Regions from separate parts of the Sus scrofa genome. Here all the other regions are linked to region 1. A link is a contact called in public Hi-C and HiChIP or PLAC-seq data. All regions are on one chromosome and are shown on one strand. Each heading gives the region's core, a stretch centred on a gene start, on an enhancer-like site or on the middle of the called end of the contact. The rest is flanking DNA. Distances are from core to core; before and after follow the strand shown.

Region 1 (2,700 bases), core at 135-2,634:
AGCATCCCCATAGAGAGGAACTACTCATCTACCCCAAAATGAGAATGAGGACAAATTTCCTGGGAACTTAAACCAAAATGCAATTTGGGAGTGAATGCAGAAAAAGAAACCGAAATACACTTTCTGTTCTGCAGGTCGAAACACAGAGCTGTAGTTCCTCAAAACTTAACCCTACCTCCCAGCTGAAGAGAAGAGGAAATCAAAGTCTGTACAGCTCTGGCAGCAGTCATGCTCCAGAACTCTTCATGAAGCTTCCCTACCCTGCAGAGTCGGAAGTGACTCTTCCCCATCCCCCACCCATGCTCCTGTCCCTTGTTCCAACTGGCACATCCCACCGGGTCATTCACACGGGCAGCACCATGCCCGCCATGCCCCCACTTGGAGGGGGGATAATTTCCACCAGCTGTAGTGTGAATGGCGCCCCCTGAGTTGGGTCCCACTTCTGCCAGAACATCTTGCGGATGGCCATGATTTAAGGCTGACACTTACAAGGAGGCCACAAGCTCCTAGGTGAGTTCCTGTGACTTCTGCGTCCCTGGCACCCAGCACAGTGCCTAGTATGGAGTAGAATCTCACTAGAAACTCCTAGGGATTTCAGAAGCAATGAATGTGAAAGGAGAGTCAGCACCCCACTTAGACAGGAAGTAAGCAATTACTTTAAATAGGAGCAGCATCCTAATTAGAGTGTGGATTGTTCTTGAAATAACCTTAGATACTTTATTAGCACCATGCTGTAACCAACTGAACTAACCGGCCGGCCCGTGTGAAATAACCTTAGATATTTTAAAGGGTAGATATAACATAGTGATTAAGATCTCTGGGTCCGAAGTCAGAAGGATCTGAGTTTGAATCCCTGCTCCACAACTGCTGAACCATATTCCCAAACCTCTCTAAGCCTAGGTTTCCTCATCTGGGAGGGCCCACTGAGATCACACCTTAGCCCACTGCCTGATACACAGTAATGTCTTGGTTGTAATGACAAAGTTATGTTGTTATGGCAATTAATCAAAAACTAAACATTAATCCTAAATGGCACATTTTAGTTATCAGTACTCATATCCCCCAAGAAGGAATATGCTGAAGACGTATTGAGTGCTCAGTTAATGTTTATTGAATGACAGAGAATGAGCAAGAGACAGAGAGAATGAGAATGAAGGTGGGGGAAGGTACTAAACCAGGAGTCAGAAGAGATACAGCTTCAGATCTGACATCACTAACATTGTGACTTTGAGTCAGTACCTGTCTGGATCTCAAATTGCTCCTTCTTAAGATTGAAGGGTATCAGATGGTGTCTCAGGTCCCTTCTCCTGGAACCCTTCCCCCAGAGAGGAGCCCTGTAGCCCCTGATCATTTTTGCAGTGTTCCCTCAGATCCTGCAGGTGGTGCTACTGAGTTAAAAAGAGAATTGTTTTTTTTTTTCAGCTTGGTTCCAACTGCCAAGTCTCTGCACCAACAACAGACTGGGAATTAGGGAAATGACTGACTTGTTGCTGAAAATGCCTGGGGCAGTAAACGAATCATTCCATTTCCTTTCTTCCCTAGTTGGCCTCTCCCCGGTGCCATGAAAACTTCAGGCCCTGGATTCTAAGTCCAGTTCCACCACTTCCTGGCCAGTGACCTTGGGCAAAGGCATTTGCCTTCTTGGAGCCTAGTCTTCAAAATGAGGCAAATAATACGGACACCCCTGGAGCCCTGGGAACATTAAACAGTGGTTATCAAATAGAAGAGTCCAGTGCCTGGCACATAGTAGGTATTCAAAAAATATCCATTCCTCTTTCATTCGTAAGGACTATGGCTAGTGCTTGAGAAGTAAGGAGCAATGTGCAGTAACAGAGTAATGAGATGAGCTTCCTAGGAGAGTCAGCATGAATCGAACCTTGTAGGATGGGGAGAGTTTTCCGGACGGATCATGAATTGTTGAATAAAGCCAATTAGATCTTCACATTTACTCAGTTGAAGTTTGGGGGGTTTTGTTTTTAGTTTTTTATGGCTGCACCCATGGCATATGGAAGTTCCCGGCCCAGGGATCAAACTAGCCGCTCTGCAGTGACCCAAGCTGCTGCAGTAGGACCTACTGCACCACAGCAGAAACTCCATTTTTTCGTTCCTTTTTTTTCTTTCTTTTTAGTGTCGCACCTGCAGCACATGGAAGTTCCTGGGCTAGGGGTCAAATTGGAGCCGCAGCTGCAGGCCTACACCGCAGCCACAGCAACATGGGATCTGAGCCACATCTGTGACCTACTCAAGCAGCTCACGGCAATGCCGGATCCTTAACCCACTGAGCAAGGCCAAGGATGGAACCCAAATCCTCATGGATACTAGTCAGGTTCTTAACCCACTGAGCCATGACGGGAACTCCCTGAATTTTGTTTTTTAACCCAGCGCAGTGGCCGCTGCACTCCAGTAGGGCAGAGTCTAGTAAGAGCAAGGCTTAGGATGGAAGTGACTGCAACAGAGGGAATTAGTCCTGTCCTAATGATGACGATGGTGATAACACTAAATCCCGGTGGGATTTGTGAATGGGAAGCGCTGGGTAAAACTGGCTCTGTGTTCAATCCTCCTCACAGAGACGCGGTCACTGTCTCTAGTTCTACTTGAGGAAACACACCGCCTCTCTGCAAGTGACGCAGGTGGGGTCTGAAATCAGACTGGAGGCTACGCTGGATGTGCAGCGCTGGGGGTACAAGGAAGAAGCAAGTC
Region 2 (2,700 bases), core at 151-2,650, 320 kb after region 1:
AGGACAAGTCACTGGGTTGGCTGGCTGGCTGGCTGCGGGCACAGTCTTGTACGCTGGGTACCACAGGAAGATACAGGGAGGCACAGGAGTGGTTTACCTCTGGGGGTGTTCACAGCCCCCTGAGGAAGATTGTTTTTAACCCAAAGTTATAATATACAATGTTAAATATGCCTAAGAATTAGGTACAAATGACACAGGAGAGTCAGGGAACAGGGGACAGGGTAGGAGAGAAACTGGGGAAAGTTTCATGGCAACTGCAACGAGAGTTGAATCAAAGGACGTCACATTTTTCCTAAATGGTATGAAAGACACTATTCTCTGAAGCATATGTGAAAACGAAGAGAGGAGTGAAGAGTCCTTTCCAGCTTAGCCATCAAAATCATACAGGATAAAAGCAAAAATAGGGAAAAGGGGGAAAAAGAAATGGATCAGGTGCTGAAGCCACCTGGGATAACTTATTCTATTATTATCTTCATTCTCTTCGGATTGGCCAGAAAAATGTCAAGACCAATCAAGCACAAATAGATTCCTATCATTAGAAGTCTAACCCTAGTTAGTGAAACTGAAGATTCATTTATCCTATAGAAATCAGTCTAGTCATGCAAATAAACATGACCAGAACTGGCAATGTTCTGGCCCCCAAAACATTTGCCCAGTGGAAAACTGGTAGCTGATATCCAGTCAATTGGGAGAGGAACTTGCCTCACAATTCAGAAAGCAACTAGTTTTTATTTTATTCTTTTTTGTGTGTCTTTTTAGGGCCACACCTGTGGCATATGGAAGTTCCCAGACTATGGGTCGAATCTGAGCTACAGCTGCCAGCCTACGCCACGGCCACAGCAATGCCAGATCTGAGCGGCACCTGGGACCTACACCACAGCTCACGGCAACGTGGGATCCTTAACTCACTGATCGAGGCCAGGGATCAAACCCTCGTCCTCATGGATCCTAGTTGGGTTCATGACCACTGAGCCACAATGGGAACACTAGCAACTAGTTTTTAAAACCTAGTCGTGTCTTTAAAAAAGTAGGTGAACTAAAAATAAAATCACTACATTGACAGGAATTAAAATGAAATCAGTACTAGGAACTTTCACTGAATGTTTAAAAACCCTGTTGTGCTACTTGATCTTGGAACCGCCTCAGTTTTAGTAAATGAGTTAAAACATTTTTTGGTTTCATTTTCATTATTTGTCTGTTGTGAAATCTTGAATGCTTGAAGTTTTCCACTGCGCTCAGGTTCCTCCACCTATCAAACCGTAGGGGTTAGGCTTCACCTGGATGCTGGGGGCGAACAGGGAGGAGTCATGGGGTCGGGAAACCTTCCTTGAACCCAGGTGCAGAGGCCCCTTCTCAAGAGCTCTGCAAGTCCCTGGAGAGTGACATCACCACGTCGGTGAATCACCGGCAGTCCCATCCATCTTGCAAAAGGAGAGGAACTTGAATGCAGCATGAGTTATGCTGAACAGGGCAGAAGAGGCACCTGGGGCGGTTGGGGGGGTGAGGTGTGGGGGAGGGCTTGAGAAAACTGGGCACCTACCAGCTCCAGGTGCCATCAGAGCACCAGCAGGTTCTCAAGAAATGACCACATTCAAGAGATCTCAAATTCTCACACATAATACAGCAACCCAATTCCACAGGTATAGAAACTACGTCATGGAAGGGCACCAGCTGACTCCAATCCACCAATGGAGCCAGAAACAGGGCTAGAATTAAGAAACGAGCCTCCAACTTTTCTGCCCACTTCCTAGCCCACTCCAGTGACCTGAAAGGCACACTTCAGAGGACAGTGATGAATCACAATCATACTGCGGTAGGAAGAATTAGATAACAACCAGTTGCAACTTCAAATATGTTCACAAACTGTAGGCTGGAAAGGTAGTTTTAAAACCCACTTTTCAATTCTTTTGAACTAAAACCAAATTTAGGACGCTACAGAAAGGCAGTTCAAACAAAAGCTAATTTTGTTTAATGAACTAACCAGGAAGGCATTGTGAAAGTCTTGTGCAACTAAATGCTTAGCTAATTACTGTGAGATCAAATAACTGTTACCATAGTTACCGCACACTGTTTTCCATAATAACTTTTATCACTTCAATAAATCTTTGTGACGCAACAAATATAAAAAGTTTACTGTAACATGACTATAATGTTTTGGAAGGCACACACTGATGACTGACCTCTTGAAATTACCTGCCCATATTTGTCAGTGAACAAGGGCTGATAGTGTGTCTAGTTGACTCCAATATCAAAATGTTTCACTGGCTTCTTGTAAGAGGCTGTAATTCCTCAAAAGTTGAATTTACCTGGTCCAGTCATTCAACGGAAAAATCAAAAGGCCCTTAGAGCATTACATCTTGTCTCTGAATGAGCTTAAAAATAACAGCAACCATTTATGAAGCCCTAATTGTGGGGTTCCATGCCAGGCAGCTGACATACATCATTATCTAATCCTTCCTACACTGCTGCTGGAAAGAACCTGGTGTGGTGTCATCCAGCTTCCTCTTGGGAGAGATTTCAACCCAGGTCTACTGAGCTCCAAAGCCAGTTTTCTTTCCACTATACCACACAGCTTTATATGTACACAAAAAAACCCAAAAAACAAAAAAAACAAAAAAACCATTTCTATAATTATTTTCTTGCTGCTATGTGTAGTGTTAAAGCTCCAGTGAACTGCCACAGAAGACTCCCTGATACAAG
Region 3 (2,700 bases), core at 157-2,656, 270 kb after region 1:
GCGAGCCTGGGTTGGGCAGCGCAGAAGCGCAGAGAAGTGAGCAGCAGCCCAGGAGAGCACTTCACCAAGGCCACCGCCCTCCTCTGGGGAACCTTCCCACTCAGGGGCTCCCCCCACCCCAACTTAAATCATCCGTAAGCATCTGCTTCTGCCACTGTCTCCCTGACTCATCTGTAAGCAACTCAGGGACAGGGACCACCTTTGCTCATCTCTGCACCTGCAGTGCAGGGCGCACAGTAGGGGCTCAGGGCTGATACATGGGATCCAATCTTAAGGGGTCCTTGTTCTGTTCACTCCCTAGCTTTTCTGCAGAAAAGCGGTTCTGCTCAAGACCCAGAGAAGAATCCTGTAAGACATGGACTTCGGGGGTGGGCAGGTCAAGTCTAGACCTAGGTGCCATGCGGCTCTCCTATACACTGGGGGATAGGGGTTAAATGTCCTGTGGGCTATCACTGCCTTCTCGACGATTCCATGGGGATACAGTGAAGACGAGATAAGATGTTTTGCCCTCTTTAGAGACAAGGACCTGATACACACATCCAGGCAATAAGAAAACATTGTGAGGAAACCTGGAGGCAGTTTCTGAGACGGCAAACAGGGTGACTGGCTGCTCCTGTTCATCTTCAAAGCCGGTGGGGGTCTCGGTCCTAGCGCTGCAGTGTTGAGTCTGCGGACACTGACAAGCCTCAGAAGGCCACACCAGCGGAAGTGAAAAGGCAGATGGTAAGAAGGGACAAAACAAAGGAGGAAGGAGAAAAAGAGAGAAGGAAAAGGGCTCTCAGGACTTGTTTCACAAACGCTATAGAAAAAGAAAGAGATCTCAAATAACTACCTTTCTGAGCTTCTAATGAGGACAATGCTGTCAGAGTCACAACCTCCAGCCTCGAGTGTGGCTCTCCTCTGGCTTGTGCAAGAAATAGTGAGAGGCACCAAATAATTAGCCACCCCCCCTTCACCCCTGGGCAACACGGCAAAAGGACAAGGCTACGCCATAGCCCTCCAATGTCTCTCAGTACAATTCTCTTCCTTGGCTCAAAATTCTCTTGAGAGAAAAGCAAAATGTGATGAGGTGACTGGGAAAGAGTCACTCCGACAACCTCAACCAGCGGCCCAGGGAAGGGAAAGGGAGCAGGGGAGTCAGGAGCCGATGGAGGAGGAGGTGGGTTAAAAACCCATAAACGGTGAACATCCAGGAGCAAGAGAAACTGCAGGGAGGTAATTAGCACATGAATTATTGGAATCGTAATTGGGAGCGAGGCAATAAAACTAAGAAAAGGAAAATTGTAATCAACAGGAAAACCTTGGCGGAGCCCATTGGGAGGGAGCGATGAGTTTCTCCTAATCGTCACACCGTCTGAAGGCCATTCCTCGTCACAGAGCTGGTTCAGAATGAGCTCGAAATTATTTAAAGGGAATTTTATTTTTGTTACCAGAAGGAGATGAGGTTACTTGATGACACACACAGAGGGCCTCTCGCCTCTAATTTTATCATCCTGTTCTCTCGTCTAAATTCAATGGTAAAATAGCTAATGATAAAAAAGCCTATGACTATTTCATTCCAAAAATATGATTCAACAGCTAAGGAGAAGGAAACGGGCAAAGTGAGGAGAATGAAGTACAGTCAAACGTGCTTCAGTTGACAACAGATTTACAGACGCCGGCGAACTGGAAACGAAGCAGTGCTAAAAATAGGACTGGTGTCTCTTAGTTTTCAGAATGCATTCAGTTACTTTATTTTTGAGAACTCATGGGAAGACGGCAAATTTAAAAAAAAAAAGATGGCAAATTAAACTCAATTAATCGTAGCTGGGAAACGTCGTAGAGAGCAGTAGCTCTCAAACTGTAACCGGGTTTCAGGACGACAGTCTGGTGGTGGCCTCACAGCTGCGGGATCACTTGCAGCCCTAAGAGGGTAAAGCTTCAGGTTGTAAGAAGAGACTACAGTGCAGGAGGCCCAGGCTTTCTGGGAATTGGAAGTAGAGTGTCAAGAAAATCTATTTGCTCTTCCTCATTTGGGAGCCTGAGGAATGATTCCTGTAACTTTCATTGGTACAAGGTCTGCTGACTACTGCTGCTTCCTAGGTCCGGGGATGCCAAGGCCAGGGGGTGAAATGGACCAGAGAACACACGACTCTCCATCCTGGCTGGCTGAGTACCAGGGTGGATGGGAGCTTAGGGGGCCATGGGAGCTCAGAGGGAGCTTTTTAAATCTGATGCAGGGGGCACAGATGCTAGGAAGAATCCTGAGTAAAAGGTAGGATAAGCAAAGGTAAAAACATGAGAGAAGGCAATGCCTGACATCCCATCAACCTCAGCGGACAGCTGAAGAGCAGCAACTCCGGAAGTGGGTACAAATACCTTATTACGATCATTACAATAAATAAATCAATACGGGCTTTTTTCTTTTCTTTTTCTTTTTTTTTTTTTTTTGCTTTTTTTGCTTTTTAGGGCTGCACCTGCAGCATATGGAAGTTCCCACGGGGATCAAATCGGAGCTGTAGCTTCCAGCCTACGCCACAGCCACAGCAACATGGGATCTGAGCCACTTCTATGACCCACACCACAGCTTACGGCAACTCCCGATCCTTAATCCACTGGGCGAGGCCAGGGATCGAACTTGCATCCTCATGAATACTAGTCAGGTTTGTTACCACTGAGCCAGGGGGAACTCCCAATACAAGTACCTCAAAGTCAGATTTT
Region 4 (2,763 bases), core at 218-2,717, 290 kb after region 1:
TAAATGAAGCAAAGAACTGAGCTAATGGGGATTTTTGTTTGGTGTCTGATTTCATCCAGAATTGAGGCCAGTGCTTTCCTTCAAGGTTTCTATTATTTGGCAGAGGAAGGGAATTATCCGCCTCTGCCTCTAGCTGTGGGCGCACAGCTGCAAGTCCTCCGCAAGGGCTAACGTTGCAGTAGGGTCCCCAGGACAAAAATCCTCCCCCAAGTTACAAGGTAGTGGCTCTGATCCCTCCCATTAATTTGGTAAAATCAATTAGGTTTCAGTTGTAGTAATTATGTAACACAGTGAAGATTCGATCACCCTGAGCAATGGGTTTTCCCCCTTGTGGTCTATATAAATTCATCCATAAACTATATTCTTGATTAATGCTTTATTGTAAGTGATTACAAACACAAGGCATTTCATAAGCATATTTGTCATTTGTTACATTGTAATTCAACAGTAGGCATGGTGCAAAAATTATAATCTTCAGTAAATGAACGCGAAACAAACAAGAGCTCCACAAGGCTCAAACGCATCTCAGTGACTCAGTCCCAGAGTCAGTCTAAACCTCCACTCAGACTGGGTCTTAAGCATTTACTCATTACAGTGGGATTGGCTGAGTGTGAAATATTACCAGAGGATGAAGGAGACCCTGGTAGGTATACAGAAGACTAAGGAAAGGGGCTGAGAGAGACGGGAGATTTGAACAGAATTATGGAAAACTTAGAAATAAACTATGATATAAGCCTTTATTTCAAAAACCATACTGAACATCCAAAACAAAAAGTGATTGCAAATTTCCATTTAACTGAGTAGCAACTGCTATCATTTACGGGGTATTCCTCATATGCTAGGTATTGCTCCAAGAATTCTCCACGCACTATCTCTTTTGAATCCCCATGAGAACTCCATAATGTTCCAATTCCCATTTTAGGGATTAAAAAAAACCACTGAGGAGCAAAAAGGTTAAATAACTTGCCTCAAATCTCACAGCGGAGGGCTGGGAATGGAACTCACTTCTGACTCCCAATCTGAGCCATTAACCAATGATGTATCTTCTCTACTTGGACATTTTGGAGTGAGTCTCTCTGAGTACCCTTTGGGGCTCTAGCAAAACGTTTCAAGTATTTTCTGATGCTTCATCCTACTGATTACACAATTACAGTTTCCCAATAGAAAGATACCATCAATTGTTTCTGTTTAATCATACCTCATTCCATTTCAGTCGTCTCTGCTTAAACAGGGGGACGTCCCACCTATCAGAGTAGAAACGAAAAAGAAACCAGCTTGCAACCTGTTTTATTATCTTTCCGAGGTTCTCACAGCTGAGCCTTAACATTTTCTTCTTAAAAACCTTGCAATCGGACTGGTGCTTCTTGTTTTGAGAGGCCAATCTTATTAGATCATGTTCTAGCTCAGTGTAGGCCTTGCTCAATACTCTGAAATTTCAGACCTACTGAAGCTACTAAAAACTTTTCAGCTGAGGAGTCCACGACCTCATGTGAAATAGGAGTCATGGGAATTTGAACAGACTCATAAAACAGCTCTATGGTAAACTGAAACGCCGATGACAATGGAATGAATGACTAATATTCACATATGACTTTTTATCCAAAGCCCCCGGTGTCCAGTGCATTTTTGCAAACTTATTAAACCTCCGCACAGTCCCAACTATGCTACTTCCATGATACAACTTTTTCATGGACTGCTGCGTGCGGGCCTCATGTGACCAAGCCTTACTTGCCCTCAGGTGCCTGGCAGGTGGTAGGAGAACTAGCCTCTTCCATCTGCAGAATAAAGAACTACTACAAAGGAAGAATTCGAGCTGGGGCAGATTTCAGCAACTGAATGGGGGGCCTGGAGAACCTTGCAGGAGGGGTCTGGCCTCGCAGCTGAGAAAGAGAGATGGGCAAATGGCTTCCTAATAAAAGCAATTTGCAAATGCTTCTGCACACATTACCTTTGTGCTATGTGGCCCCAGGACTCAGTGGAAGTGAAATGTGTATTTTATTTCCCCTCTAGATCTCCACGCTCCCTTCCCCAGAGCCAGCCTATAACCTCAACTCTCTCAGCAGCCAAAAGTAGATGACTAAGGACAAAGCCAGAGGGTTCAACTTTGGGTTGTTGTTTAGCCTGTATTACTGGTAGTAACCAGAACAGCATAAACTGCTACCATGAAAAAGGTCAGAGGCCAAAAGACTGCTCTCTGACTCAGGGAAAACATCAGGCGAGGATAATTTTCAACTGTGTGATTTTTCAATAAATGACACAAAGGATGTTCTACTTGGGATTCTTGGTCTTAAATCAGAGCGCAAAGGCCGGAGAGTCAGTATTTAGCATCTTGATACTTTGGGGTCATGGTGTGCAAGGAGAAGAATTTTCCCTTTTCACGTGGGATTATAATGTAACGAAAATGGCACTGGCTCTAAGAAATGTATAAACTTCAACGTCTCTGGGGCTAGAATTGAGCAGGAGCAAAGCATTGGGGCCGGGGGGTTGGGGGGAGACTAGGCAAGTGGAGACGCCGACAAGCTGCTCGCCTCTCACTCAGGCAGACCCAGCGTTGTCAGGTTCGGTATATTTAAAATAAAAAAATTGGAAATGTGGCTTGCTATGTGAAATCTCCCAATTTGTGTGTGTTGCAACTAACTGATGTACATACAACTATGTGGGCCAAACACACACATCTGTGGGCTGGATCCAGTTCACAGCCTCTGGTGTCTGACCTCTGTGACCACAGTAATGGTTTTCAACCCGTAAGCAGTTAAAAGGAAA
Region 5 (2,744 bases), core at 11-2,510, 420 kb after region 1:
CAATACTCCACACAGGGGTCTTATTTGTTTCAAACAGAGACTCTGAGAGCCAAGCAATTACTGCATGTGTTTAAAAACTTTGGCTTCCTCTTTTTCACTGCTGAAATAATGCATGGTCTTTTCAGAGGTCTGGCCCTTCCTGATCTTCTGCATAGGAACATCCTGTCCCCTGGATGCCGCAGCATCTCTACCACTAACTGCCAGATCTGCTGGATCCATCTCTTGGCCTCTTCTGGAAGGTGTAGGAACTCAGACTACAGAAGCCTTTTCCCCAGTGGGTTGTGTAGAGTTACCAGTCCTGTCCTCAAAGAGGTTTGTAAATAAGTTTAGGAAATTACTAAGTATCCCTCCTTTGGAGAATCACAAGGCATAAAAGCATATTAAAGGCTTTGGAGTCTTTAAGGAAATTCTTTTAATCAAGCATTCCCCAAACTTATTTGACCACAAAATCCTTTTTTTTTTCCTATTATACTTACTCACATCCTGATGAATTAGTATTATGGAGCAAACTTGTGAAAATGCTGCATGAGAGGCACATTAAGGCCCAGTAGAGTGTAAACGTTTTAGAATTCTGAATAAAATCCAACACTTAATACCTGCAAAATAGCAAGACGGATTTCTATAAACTACCCATGATACTCAGCCTTAATATAGCACAGACCAGAATGTTCTACAGCTACCTTAGTGGGTAACCTAAGAGATTCAGATCTGATGCTTCCCTATAGAGGTAACTTAATTAGCGAAATATTATATCCAGAACTAACACTCTGTGTATTAGAAAAAATACTACCAAACACAACCTTAAGTTGGGAATAACTGCAGAGGGAGTTCTAAAGCAATGGAGTAGGAATTTGTTACCAGTAATCACAGAAAGAGACACATTCTGTGGCCAAGAAGCTGAAGAACGAATACCTATGTCAGCTTTTTTTCCCTGGCTAATTTCCACATCTGGGCAGTATTCCTATAGATGAGAAGGCTTATATATGGAGCATTTGTTAACTCTGACAAGAAAGGTATTAAGCGACCACACCTCAGGCTGGAGGGCCAAGTGCTGGAAGCAGGGAGTGGAAAAGAGGGGATTCTGCAGTTTTTTCCCACCTGTTTCCAAGAGATTTTTCACTAATTCCACTGTCACCTCTCACCTTCTTGCTAGTCCACTGACAATACTAATTTCTCTCATGCTCAGGAATCTTCTATCCTCCAGTGTAATGATCCCAAACGAATTTCCCCTCCTTCCTCTTTTGCCGATGACGCATAATGTGCGATGTACTCTTACATTTGGTCAGCAGATGATCATAGCCAATAAATCACAGCCTCTGCCCTGGAACTTTCTGCAGCTACTAGAGATTATTAGCTTTCTAAGTGAGACGTACTCCCCAACCCCGGCCTAACTAAGACAGTAACTCCCAACTTAACCCCATGAGATTTAAAGTAATAGATAGTGAGCTAACTTTAAAATAAGATTTACTAAAGGCAAAGCTTACCAGCTGATGAAGGGTGAAGGGTGAGGAAGCACAGGGAAGTGAGAGCCAAAAACATTCTAAACTAGGTGCATAACGTCAAGGCCCAGGTAAGCTATACCTTTGACCCACTTCATTCTTTTATTCTATCTAAGACTGTGTGAGTTTCAAACAAGTTACATGAGACATATTTCCACTCTTCTAACTCTCAACATACTAGTTTTAAAAGGCAGATTAAATGTTCAGGTTAGCTTATCAGGTGAGAACCACAGTTCCCAGGGTGTATCTGTGAAGAGATTTATAAGAAACGATACAAGTGAACTTATCTAGCAACTAATTGCTCCTATTAGGTTAATAAGGAAAATATCCTCCCTCCCTAGGCTTTTTGTAGGAGTTGTTATAAAACACTGACTTCAAAAACCACAAACAACTATGTGGCAGCAATCTGATTTAAATGCTTTCAAATCTTAGATAATCTGTAAGATGCTTGCAGCACAAAAGAAAATAGTAGAAGTGGAGAAAATACAAATGCTCTGGATTTTCCAATAAGGTAACATGGTGAAGCAGCACATACTAAAAGAACAATATACAGGTAAAATCTGACAATTCTTCTAAGATTTAAAGTTTGCTATAGTGAAACTGGACAATTAAGTATAATGAGAAATAAATGCCAAAGTATAATGTGAATCTTAAGCTTTACTTTTGCTAAACTCTAAGACAAGACTGCTCATTGAGAAGCAAAGAAAGTGTATATCTTACCACTGACCGTTAATAATAACATCTGTAACTAATCTGATCTGTTAGGCTATCTGTCATTTGGCTTTGGGGAGCTCACGCTTTTTCACTATGAGAATTAAGGTTATATAAAAGTTGCGAGGACCACCCCCACAACAGTGGTTGGACTCTTTTATCATCTCTTATTTGAAAAAAACATGTATTTGAGAATAGATTTGAGGATTCACTGAACTAAGCTGGTGCCCACCTTCTGGAACCTGAAGACCACAAGACAGGACTTCAGGTTTAGTTCAAAACCATTACATAAACCCAGAACCAGAAATACGCAGTGCACAGTATTACCACTGTTTGTTCAATACATGATAAAGAGTCTGACTTCAAGAGGGATATCGCCTTTGTCAGTGAAATGGCTTGAGAGGCAGAATACCAGTAATGAAATGACTCTTAAATCAACTATCACCATAACCTGCTTTACTAATAAGCACAGCTCCTGGCAAGCCGTAGGCGCTCCCATCTGTGAATGAATGAATCCTTGACCAACCTTAGGTA

Evidence for each region. A called contact is a pair of places that touch in the nucleus more often than the background predicts. HiChIP or PLAC-seq counts read pairs in DNA pulled down with a chosen protein or histone mark.
Region 2: an H3K27ac HiChIP or PLAC-seq map of alveolar macrophages shows a contact between it and region 1. The contact joins two enhancer-like sites. A contact is called at or near these places in 1 of 47 Hi-C or Micro-C datasets (embryonic fibroblasts) and 2 of 2 datasets of contacts at active chromatin or transcription factors (alveolar macrophages and skeletal muscle).
Region 3: a contact with region 1 is called in a Hi-C map of skeletal muscle, with 2.9 times the contacts expected there. The contact joins two enhancer-like sites. A contact is called at or near these places in 8 of 47 Hi-C or Micro-C datasets (alveolar macrophages, embryonic fibroblasts, liver and 1 more) and 2 of 2 datasets of contacts at active chromatin or transcription factors (alveolar macrophages and skeletal muscle).
Region 4: a contact with region 1 is called in an H3K27ac HiChIP or PLAC-seq map of alveolar macrophages. The contact joins two enhancer-like sites. A contact is called at or near these places in 4 of 47 Hi-C or Micro-C datasets (alveolar macrophages, embryonic fibroblasts, fibroblasts and 1 more) and 1 of 2 datasets of contacts at active chromatin or transcription factors (alveolar macrophages).
Region 5: a contact with region 1 is called in an H3K27ac HiChIP or PLAC-seq map of skeletal muscle. The contact joins two enhancer-like sites. A contact is called at or near these places in 1 of 47 Hi-C or Micro-C datasets (embryonic fibroblasts) and 2 of 2 datasets of contacts at active chromatin or transcription factors (alveolar macrophages and skeletal muscle).

The regions. Positions count from the first base shown.
Region 1 is chr4:14,116,202-14,118,901 of Sscrofa11.1, forward strand. No RefSeq gene overlaps it. Among named protein-coding and RNA genes, the nearest start is that of TRIB1, 180 kb to the right of the region's middle. Within about 2 kb of position 1,385, at least 27 of the 83 cell types and tissues checked have an H3K27ac peak or open chromatin away from gene starts, as enhancers often do. A contact at or near this core is called in alveolar macrophages and skeletal muscle, where this site is marked.
Region 2 is chr4:14,440,546-14,443,245 of Sscrofa11.1, forward strand. The region is part of intron 4 of NSMCE2 (E3 SUMO-protein ligase NSE2); the gene reads right to left. Among named protein-coding and RNA genes, the nearest start is that of TRIB1, 140 kb to the left of the region's middle. Within about 2 kb of position 1,401, at least 37 of the 83 cell types and tissues checked have an H3K27ac peak or open chromatin away from gene starts, as enhancers often do. A contact at or near this core is called in alveolar macrophages and skeletal muscle, where this site is marked.
Region 3 is chr4:14,382,700-14,385,399 of Sscrofa11.1, forward strand. The region is part of intron 4 of NSMCE2 (E3 SUMO-protein ligase NSE2); the gene reads right to left. Among named protein-coding and RNA genes, the nearest start is that of TRIB1, 86 kb to the left of the region's middle. Within about 2 kb of position 1,407, at least 11 of the 83 cell types and tissues checked have an H3K27ac peak or open chromatin away from gene starts, as enhancers often do. A contact at or near this core is called in skeletal muscle, where this site is marked.
Region 4 is chr4:14,409,229-14,411,991 of Sscrofa11.1, forward strand. The region is part of intron 4 of NSMCE2 (E3 SUMO-protein ligase NSE2); the gene reads right to left. Among named protein-coding and RNA genes, the nearest start is that of TRIB1, 110 kb to the left of the region's middle. Within about 2 kb of position 1,468, at least 19 of the 83 cell types and tissues checked have an H3K27ac peak or open chromatin away from gene starts, as enhancers often do. A contact at or near this core is called in alveolar macrophages, where this site is marked.
Region 5 is chr4:14,541,016-14,543,759 of Sscrofa11.1, forward strand. All of the region lies in intron 3 of NSMCE2 (E3 SUMO-protein ligase NSE2), which reads right to left. Among named protein-coding and RNA genes, the nearest start is that of WASHC5, 56 kb to the right of the region's middle. Within about 2 kb of position 1,261, at least 12 of the 83 cell types and tissues checked have an H3K27ac peak or open chromatin away from gene starts, as enhancers often do. A contact at or near this core is called in alveolar macrophages and skeletal muscle, where this site is marked.